Regions from separate parts of the Gossypium arboreum genome. Here regions 1 and 2 are each linked to region 3. Evidence: chromatin contacts called from public Hi-C data. All regions are on one chromosome and are shown on one strand. The core of a region is the stretch at or near the end of the contact, and the rest is flanking DNA. Distances in the headings are between cores, read along the strand shown.

Region 1 (3,247 bases), core at 112-2,611, 170 kb before region 3:
AAAATGATTAAATCATAAATTTTAAAAAGTATGGGGACCAAAATGTAATTTCACTAATTTGAGAAAATGTTAGTTAATAATAATTATTTGGAATAAAAATGACATGAAACATATATTGGTAGGATGAAGATCACATTTAGATTAAATTGGATAAGATTGAAAAGCATAGGAATTAATTTATGAATTTTCACTTTCACCATAAAAAGATAATTTATGATATAAGTAAACTAATATTGGATTATAATTGTGAACTATACTATTTAGATATGTTAAAAGTGTCATCTTTATGAGAAGGGAAAATGGATTTGAGATGGCTAGTAAAAAACTACAAGCACAAAGAAAACTATAAGGGAATCGAAGCTTATCTTCTAAAATGCTATTTGATGCTTAAATCAATAGGTATCTAAAAGAGATAAAGGGTTTGAGATATATTAGAGAATAATGATAGTGAAAGATAATACTTAGTATTTGCTAGATCTTCCTTTTTGATCAAAACTTGCGTTCATTCCTTTTGTTACTCATGAGTTACTTTCTTGCATAAGAGTATGTGATTCTGTTGATTGGTTGAGATATTCTTGGTCGATAAGATCATGTTCTAAAACCATGTGTTTACTCGTTAGGGTATTCTTATTTGGCAAGATTGTGACCATGAACTTTGTGGTGTTACCTTATTTTCTTATTTAGGTATTTATTGAATGTTTATCTTAAAACGCCAAGTATAACATTAGAGTTGTAATTGAGCTAATATCGATTCTGCTTTGCTCTAATACATATTTCTTGAATTGAGGTAACAACTTTATATTAAATTTTCTACAGTTGAATTATTTGTTTAATTTAAATTTCTCAATTATTTTAAATTTAGATTAATTTAATTAGATATAAATAACTATTTAATCATTAAAAAAGGTTTACATGAATTATAACAAATAGCCCTTTAAAATGTTTTAATATATTTTAAATAATAAAACAGCTTTTGACTTCTAACAATTGAGTTAAGCCTTCGCTTCTGAACAAATTTATTTAAATTAGGTTTTTCTTAGTTCTAAGAATTTAGGCAAAAGAAATATCATTGTACAGAAAATCTAACTTCTTCAACCCACATTACTTTCCCCTGTTTCTTATGCATCTCTCTCTCTCTATTCTTTAAGCTAGAGGGCAGCTCATTAAAATTATGAAATAAAATAGTGGAATTATAAAATTAAAAACCAAAAAATTGAGACAAACATTTCTGACATTTTATTTATTTAAACATAATGGAAATATATATATATACACTTTTGGGTACTTTGGTCACGTAAACAAAATTACAGAAATCTTACAAAAGTACGAACAAATCAACCGGGTGGCCCAATTAAATAGCCCGTTAACAGCCCAATTAGTAATCAAAGAATGGGGGGAAATTTAATCGAGGCATTAGGGTTTAAGGTTTCTTCTTCTTCTTCTCTCCCCTTTTTTTGTTTTACAGGAGGAGTTACCCCGAAATCAAGCTTATGCCGAGTAGCCGATAACAAAGAGAAAATGAGAGGATTGAAGTTACCGTTGAGCCAAACCCAAAGAGTAAGACTTCAAAGGGCATTCGAAAAGCTTCAGTCTCTATCTGCTAAGGCCAATTCCGACGCTTCCGTTACCGTCGCCGATACTATTCCTGTCAACTACGAAGACGCTTTTCTCAAGTACTCCGCTAAACACTACAATTAAATTACTTATATAGCATGGCTAAACACTTGTTTTATGTTCTTCACTTTTTTTTCTGAAGGGGATATGGAACAACGGACCTCAACGGCGAATTGGTGGCAACTGTGTGCGGCGTTGTGGAGCGCGTCAACAAACTGGTTTACGTACGCGCCTTACGCGCTAGGTATTCTCAAACAAAATCTCTCTTCAATCCTATTATTCTTCTTTTGTTGTTTTGGAATTTATATATTTTCGAATTATTAAATCTTCTAGGTACAAGCCAGAGGTTGGGGATGTCGTAGTGGGACGTGTAGTCGAGGTAAGGCCTAAAGTGGCTGAATAACACTTACCTTCAAAATGTGGCATTGACCCAGTATTTCCCTTTGTACCAAAAATAATTATTCTTCTTTTCTGGAACACATAAGGGACTTTGCATTTTCATTTATTCATATTCAGGTTGCTCAAAAGCGGTGGAGATTGGAAATTAATTTCAGCCAAGATGCGGTTTTAATGCTTTCTTCAATGAACATGCCTGATGGTATTCAGGTAACTTGTATATTCCTTGCAGAAATTATGGAGAATTTATAATGAAATTCGATTGAGGTTGGATGCTTGATGTGAGAGTGCAGTTCTCCTTGTATATTTTTAGACTAGCAAAGTCTTTTTAGTTGAACTTCCACCATTGGTCTGATACTGCATAGTATCCCTTGAAGCTATCCATTGAATTTTATATGAGCAACATTTATAAGTTCCTCATTTCTTGTTTGTCTTGCTTCAAAACTACCTCATATTTATGCTAGCTGCGTTTTGATGCCATATGGGGAAAATATTTATGTTTTTTCCCTATGTTATACTGACTCATTTTTCTTGAAGAGCCTGTTTTTGACATATATCTGGGCATTTATATGTAGATATGATCCTCCTAAAAGATGGAAATTTTAGAAAATTGAATATACCCATGTTGGACATTTAAGTCCGATACTCATCTCTAAGTAACATACAATTTTGCTTTTGCTCCGTTATAAATTTTCCTAATTTAAATTTCACTTTGTATTATTAGAGACGGCGAACTGCTTTGGATGAACTCAACATGCGAAGTATATTTGAAGAGAATGATATTGTCTGTGTAAGTCCAGTGACGCACTTGTTTGTGTTCTCTTTTGTAGTATTTTTATATGAACATGAACATGCTATATGACAAATAGAAGAAAATGATGAACACTTGTGTTGGAAATGACATTCTTTTTTCTTCAGGCCGAGGTTCGTAATTTCCAGCATGATGGCAGCTTACAACTCCAAGCAAGAAGCCAAAAGTATGGAAAGGTATCTATCTTGAAAGAATTTGTATATCCCTTCTGATTTGGCATGGTTTGTCGATCTTAATAATGCTATTGCTGATTGAATCGACATGTACACAGCTTGAGAAAGGCCAGTTGCTCATAATTGATCCTTACCTGGTGAGGAAAAGCAAACAGCATTTCCATCACCTTGAACAGTTTGGAATTGACTTGATACTTGGACGTAACGGATATATATGGATTGGCGAACATGTTGAAGCTAGAGACAGTGTGGT
Region 2 (3,101 bases), core at 149-2,648, 150 kb after region 3:
ATTCAATCCATCAATCAAGAAGATATTGGTCCGAATTAGACCAAATGAGTGAAGAATCAAGGAAAGAAATTTAATTTTACACAAAATAACGGCTTAAGGAATAAACCTAGGAGTTTGATCAAAATAAATTATTTAATTGGTTAAAATATGTTGTTAGTAAATGCACTTGTATAAAATTTAGGATTTAAAAGTTAAGAATTTAATCCTCTTATTTTTTCACTTTAAAAGTTTTAGTCCAATCATTATCGTTATTGGTAGTTTTTATCAAAGTTTGTTAACTTATCACTTTTATTTTGTAGTCATATGCCATATCATATGAGGATATCTTCACCAAAATTCAAAATTGATAAATTTTTACAGAAAATACTTACGATTTTAATTCTTGTATTGAGATCTTTAAATAAAAAGTAAGAGAACTTAATTTTAATTTTTAAATACATGAACTAAATTTTAATTGGATCAAAGTATAGAGACTAACAACATAGTTTAACCTATTAATTTTATTCCTTATATTCCAATAAAAAGACCACATGATATTACCATAATGTCCGTCAAGTTTTTCTTTATATATAAGGGCATATTCGTGCTTTAAGAGTACAATAAATTTATTCTTAAATAATAGATAAACCGATGACAATAACTATATTATTTAGTATTTAAATTTGACTTTTTTAATATTGTATTTATTTTATTTTATTGTCTAATTTAATACATGCATTTGACCAAAAATTATATATTTTAGTACACAAAAATAATCATGTTAACTTTATAGAGTTTAATTGAATTTCAAAATTAATTTGATAAAAATTAATTGAATATTAAATTTGAATTCTTTAATATTTTAATAGAATAACTTTAGCGTTACATGTGAGTTCTTTTAATTTTTACATTTAACTTCTCAAAGATAATTTGATAAATGTGATTTAATTTTGAATTTTATAATTAATTAAATGAAAATTAATTATTAATATTATTAAATTAATATAATTTTAAAACTTAAATTAAATATTAAAAATTAATATTATTATTTTAAATATCATAAAATATATATATATTTATTAAATACAAACATCACGTTGAATAAAAAATAGTACAAATATTATATTAAAATAATTTGGAACTCAAATAGTAAAATATGCATTGAGCGTTCCTAAATGTTATTAAATGAAATGAGAATCAAGGACGGTGATAGATAAAACGTGAGCTCCTTCGTACAACACTGCCAAGTACAACCATAAGTATTGATGAAAAAAAAATTCCAAAGCTACTTGGAAGGAAGGCGCGTGAGAAGGAAACACCAATTATTTGGGGAATTGGTGTAGAGTCAAAGTGGACCCATTGATAGATGGGTAAACAGGAATGAGACGGTAGCGTCTTTTGAAAATTTGAGTTGTCGTTTGTGCCAACACGCATGCGCTTCGAGGCAAGGTTGGTCGGGGAATGTGGTGAACGCGCCGACTAAAGAGTTATAGATACCGTAACAAAATATTAAATTATTAACAGTTATGATGGCAGCCTTTGTTTTTCCATTACAATAACACGAGCGCCAATAACAGTGCATGCCACTGTGATCTCATGGTTATGGTAGTGTAGTGTAGTGCGGTGCTACTGGCCTACTACCCATACATTTATTTTTTGGCATATGATTTTTTTAGCCCTCCGGACTTTGGGTTTTTTTAGTGGTTAAATTTGTATTATTTATCACATAACTTAAAAATATTTAAAAAATTAACGTTTGCTACAAGCCACGACACAGTAATAATTAACTATTTTAAAATTAAAAATATTTTTATATTTTAATAATTCTAATTTTTAAACATTTTAATAATTTTTAATAATTTTAAATTTTAACAAATTAATTAATTATTAAAGTGCAATCGTGGTAATCTGTGTGTATGTCATACCAGTAAAGTTAGTAAAATTAATATTTTCATCTATTTTGAGGTAGTTTAAAAACAATACAAGTTTAATAATTAAAAAGATAAAATTTATTTCCAAATAAGTTATTATAATTTTTTATTTCCAAATTTATTTTTAAATTTTGAAGAAAATTAATTCATATATCTAAAATTGAATAGAATGACCACAAAAAGAAGTAATAAGCCGTAATAACATTTTAGCCTCTAAGTTAATTGTTTTATCAGTTTGGTTTTTTTTTTTATAATTTTGACACGCAATTTTCAAAATGTAGTCAAAATGTTTTTGTTAAATAGAATAATTGATTCAATTGTTAAAATTTTAATAACATTGATATGTAAACTTGTGTGATGATCTATATGTATTTCATTACTGATGTGGATAGTTGTCTTTTAATTATTATTTTTTAATTTGTTGAATTTTAAATTCTTTATTATTTTTTCGATTTTTATGAAGTATGCATAAATTATTATACAAGTTGTCACGTTAATGTTATAAAAATTTTAACAGTTCAATCAATTTTTCATTTAATTAAAAATTGAAGACTAGAGATCAAAATAATCTTTAAAAAATTAAAACTAAAATAATAAAAATAAATATTAAAACTAAAATTTTCATTATGCTGAAAATAATTCAATTTGATTTGGAATGGCATGAAAACAATAATCAATTCAATTTTTATCTTATCATGTTCGAAAATATTAAATTTTAGTTTTCTTATGGCGTCAATTTTAACCATAAAGTCAAAAAATAAATAAATATATTTAACTTTATCGTGGATTAAAATTTTACCCTTTTACCTCAAATTTATTCTTCTACCTCAACTACTTTCAACTTTGCAAGTAAATGTGAACTATTTGATGATTGTTTTCATTTTGGTAAAAAGAAATAATAAAATCTTAAGTTAGGATTACATAAAAATCATCTTCATTTAAAAATGGATAAGTAGATATCATCATTTAATAAACCGCTTACACCCTTCAATAATTCTTCATGAAGAGACATTTGATTTAATGAATGTAATTTTATTGTCCATAAGATTCTTAGAGTATATTATTTAGCATATTATCATATTTGTTATATTATTTTATTTGGTTGTAAGATACTTTTTATTTGATTAATAAAATGTAATACTACAACACGTTTTATTAATTTGTTTTCATAAAATTTATTTATTTTTATTA
Region 3 (3,264 bases), core at 253-2,752:
TTTCAAAAATTAACTCAATTAAAAAAATAAAAATAAAAAAGAAAGGAAAAGCTTAATTTCCATTCATTTGCAAGTAATATTTTGTTGGTCAATTTTTTAATGAATCAAATACAATAAAATGCAAAAAAAAACATTTTATATAAGGTATTGTTTGATAAATTGAAAAATTAAATGTTAAAAAATAAATGTTGAAAATTTGAGTGCTGAATTTAAGTTATAAAATTTGTTTAATATATTTTTAAAATTAATTACTGAATATAATTAGATTGTTTGATAAATAAATTGAAAACATTCTCCTTTCAATGATAAAGTAATTTTATCTACTTATTATTTACCATATTTTTTTATATTTTTAATCATCTATCAAACTGAGGCCTAAATCAATTTATGTGAAACAATCACACTATTCTTATATAATAATAGAGTTTGAAGTTAGGGTCTGTTATTTCACTTGAAAATGATTTACGGAGAATGACTTACTTTCTTGGAAAAATTAATATTTTTGGTGTTTAGATAAATTTGTGTAAAATATTTTACGTTATTTGATGATTTATTAAAAATATTTCATAAAATTGTTTTAAATAAAACAAACATACATTTGAGATTTTCTTATCTTTTCATTGTTTAATTGAGTTTATTTTATATCTATAAATTTAAATTAAAAATATTTTTAAAATTTAAGTTTATTACAACGTCATTTTTAGTTATAAGACTATCAAGTGATTATTTTTATTTAAAAATGTGACATCAATAAAATTAACAAAAAAAAGTTAACGATTGAACTTGATTTTCAAATTTGAAAAGTAGGCGGACTAAATTATTAAAAATAAAAGTACAGAGACTAAATTATAAATTTGTGAATACTATATAGACTTACGACATATTTTAACCTTTCTTCTCCAAAAAAATATTTTTAACATATTTATAATTGTAATAAATATTTATTATTAAAATATTAGTATTGAATATTTTCAATAATATTGAATGATATTATTTAAATTTATTATTTTTAAAATTTATTATTAAAATAAAATTAAAATATTAAATAATTTATTAATAAATTATATTAATTATAAAAATAATTTATTATATAACTAAATATAAATAATTAAATATGTATGTTTAATAATATTGAAAGATATATATTTTTATTAATATTTTTAAAAATAAAAATAAAATTTATTATCAATATAATAAAATAATAAAATATATATGTTTAATAATATTAAAAATATAATATTTTTATTAATATTTAATAATTTTAAATATTTTAAAAATAAAAATAAAATTTATTATCAATATAATATTATTAAGCTTAACTTAAATTAATTTTTTACAGAAAATAACTTACGCTTTTAAGAGGATAATTTATTTTAAAAAACTTATTTTACATTAATTTTATTTCATTTTCTATTAATCAAATTATTTTTTAAAACAAATACACAAAAAGGACGAACAAATTTTCCTAAAACACAGGCCAACCCTTATTGTCAGAAACCTATAACATACCCAATATTGTATACAACGAAGTTGGAAGCCCATAGATTCCGTACGCTTCACACACTTCACACATATCGTATCCGGTGAATGTGCTGTGGAAAAGGGAATCACTTGCTGTTTGTCTTTGTTTCTACTCGTTTCTTTTCTTCAATCTTTCTTCAAACTTCTTGGTAAATTCTCTCAAAGCCCACGCAATTTTATCAAATTGCACCCAAGTCCCATTCCCAGATTTCGAGGACCCAAATTAAACCAAACCCTTGCAATTGACAGCTGAACCCCAACAAAACCCTATTTCGAGGTTCCAACTTTATTACCTTCAACAAAAAGAGGTGAAATCTCGGAAGTTTTGAAACAAAATAATGGATTTCGACGAGTACGAGTATTTGGAAAAAACCGTTGAGGAGCAGGAAGATCCGAAGAAGACGAAAGACAGAGGAGGATCGGAGGATAAGAGCGAGAGAAGCTATAGGAAGAGAGATGGAGATAGAGAGGAAGAGGATGATGAGGGCAAGAGGAGCAGCAAGAAATCGAGAAGCGGCCGCGATGAGGACGACGAGGAGAGGCGAGATCGGGATAAGGACCGCCATAGAAGCAGCCGCGACAGGGATAGGGAAAGGGAGAGAGATAGAGATAAGGATTTAGAGAGGAGGGGTAGCAGAGAGAGGGAGAAGGAAAGGGAGAGAGAAAGAAGAGAAAAAGATAAGGAGAAAGAGAGGGATAGGAGAGAGAAGGAAAAGGAGAGAGAGAGGAGGGAAAGAGAGAAGGAAAAGGAGAAAGAGAGGGAGGTAGACCGGAGAGAGAGAAGCAGTAGTAGGTCGAGGAGGCACGAAAGTGATCGTGAGATTGAGAGGGAACGGGAGAGAGATAGGAGAGAGAGGAGCAGTAGTAGGTCGAGGAGGCACGAGAGTGATCGTGAGCTAGAGAGGGAGCGGGAGAGAGATAGGAGAGAGAGAAGCAGTAGTAGGTTGAGGAGACACGAGAGTGAACGCGATCAAGAGAGGGAACGTGAAATTGACATCAGAGATAGCAGGTAATTTTTTAAAAAGTACATTATATGTGCAAAATGAATTTCTGGGCACCTATGTTGAAGTATTGTAATGTTTATGCAGATGTAGAAATGACTAGATGACTGCTAAGTTCAATTAAACATGCATTTTTGCATCGTGTTTATACCATCCAATTATATTGTCTGTCATGATCTAAGCACATAAACATGGTTGAAGTGCTCACTGCTCACCCCTTAGGGATGAAGTTTATTGTATTTTATGATGTTTCAGAATTCATTTTTTGGAGTAAATTTATATGCAAGAAATAGGGTGAGAGGATTCCTTAGTTGTATCCTTTAGAGTTATAGAACTGTAATGCCTTTTGTATGTGCATTTTTGGTAGGATGTCGATGGCAATGTCTAGTAATTTTGTGCAGATGGTTCTTTTTTCTTTTTTAGAGCATGATTTTAGTGGCATCCTGAATTATCTCATGAACATGGATGTTTCAGGAGATTTAAGGATAAGAAAGATGCAGTGGAGCCTGAGGCTGATCCTGAGAGGGACCAGAGAACTGTTTTTGCTTATCAGGTAGATACATTGCTATTTTTGCTTTCATCTTCAAAGTATTGTAAGATATAAATGTAATATTTATGTGTATCAACATGCATTTTTTTTTTAAATTTCACTTTTTATTAATTGTTGTTCACCTTGAATTGGTTGATGACAGATGCCTCTAAAAGCAACTGAGAGAGATGTCTATGAATTCTTCTCAAAAGC

Evidence for each region. Hi-C and Micro-C count contacts between places; a contact is called where the count stands out from the background.
Region 1: a Hi-C map of leaf shows a contact between it and region 3, with 2.1 times the contacts expected there. The contact joins the promoter of LOC108484409 here to the promoter of LOC108473984 in region 3. A contact is called at or near these places in 2 of 5 Hi-C or Micro-C datasets (both in leaf).
Region 2: a contact with region 3 is called in a Hi-C map of leaf, with 4 times the contacts expected there. The contact joins the enhancer-like site here to the promoter of LOC108473984 in region 3. A contact is called at or near these places in 2 of 5 Hi-C or Micro-C datasets (both in leaf).

Annotation. Positions count from the first base shown.
Region 1 is chr11:75,486,911-75,490,157 of ASM2569848v2, reverse strand. It overlaps LOC108484409 (exosome complex component RRP4 homolog), which reads left to right and starts at 1,361. Exons shown (of 8, transcript XM_053020877.1): 1 at 1,361-1,673; 2 at 1,757-1,858; 3 at 1,948-1,993; 4 at 2,131-2,220; 5 at 2,735-2,800; 6 at 2,929-2,997; 7 at 3,093-3,247. The coding sequence starts at 1,390.
Region 2 is chr11:75,161,393-75,164,493 of ASM2569848v2, reverse strand. No RefSeq gene overlaps it. Among protein-coding and RNA genes, the nearest start is that of LOC128284054, 55 kb to the left of the region's middle. Within about 2 kb of position 1,398, at least 1 of the 2 cell types and tissues checked has an H3K27ac peak or open chromatin away from gene starts, as enhancers often do. A contact at or near this core is called in leaf, where this site is marked.
Region 3 is chr11:75,315,161-75,318,424 of ASM2569848v2, reverse strand. LOC108473984 reads left to right here and starts at 1,502. Exons shown (of 14, transcript XM_053021195.1): 1 at 1,502-2,530; 2 at 2,997-3,075; 3 at 3,215-3,264. The coding sequence starts at 1,860.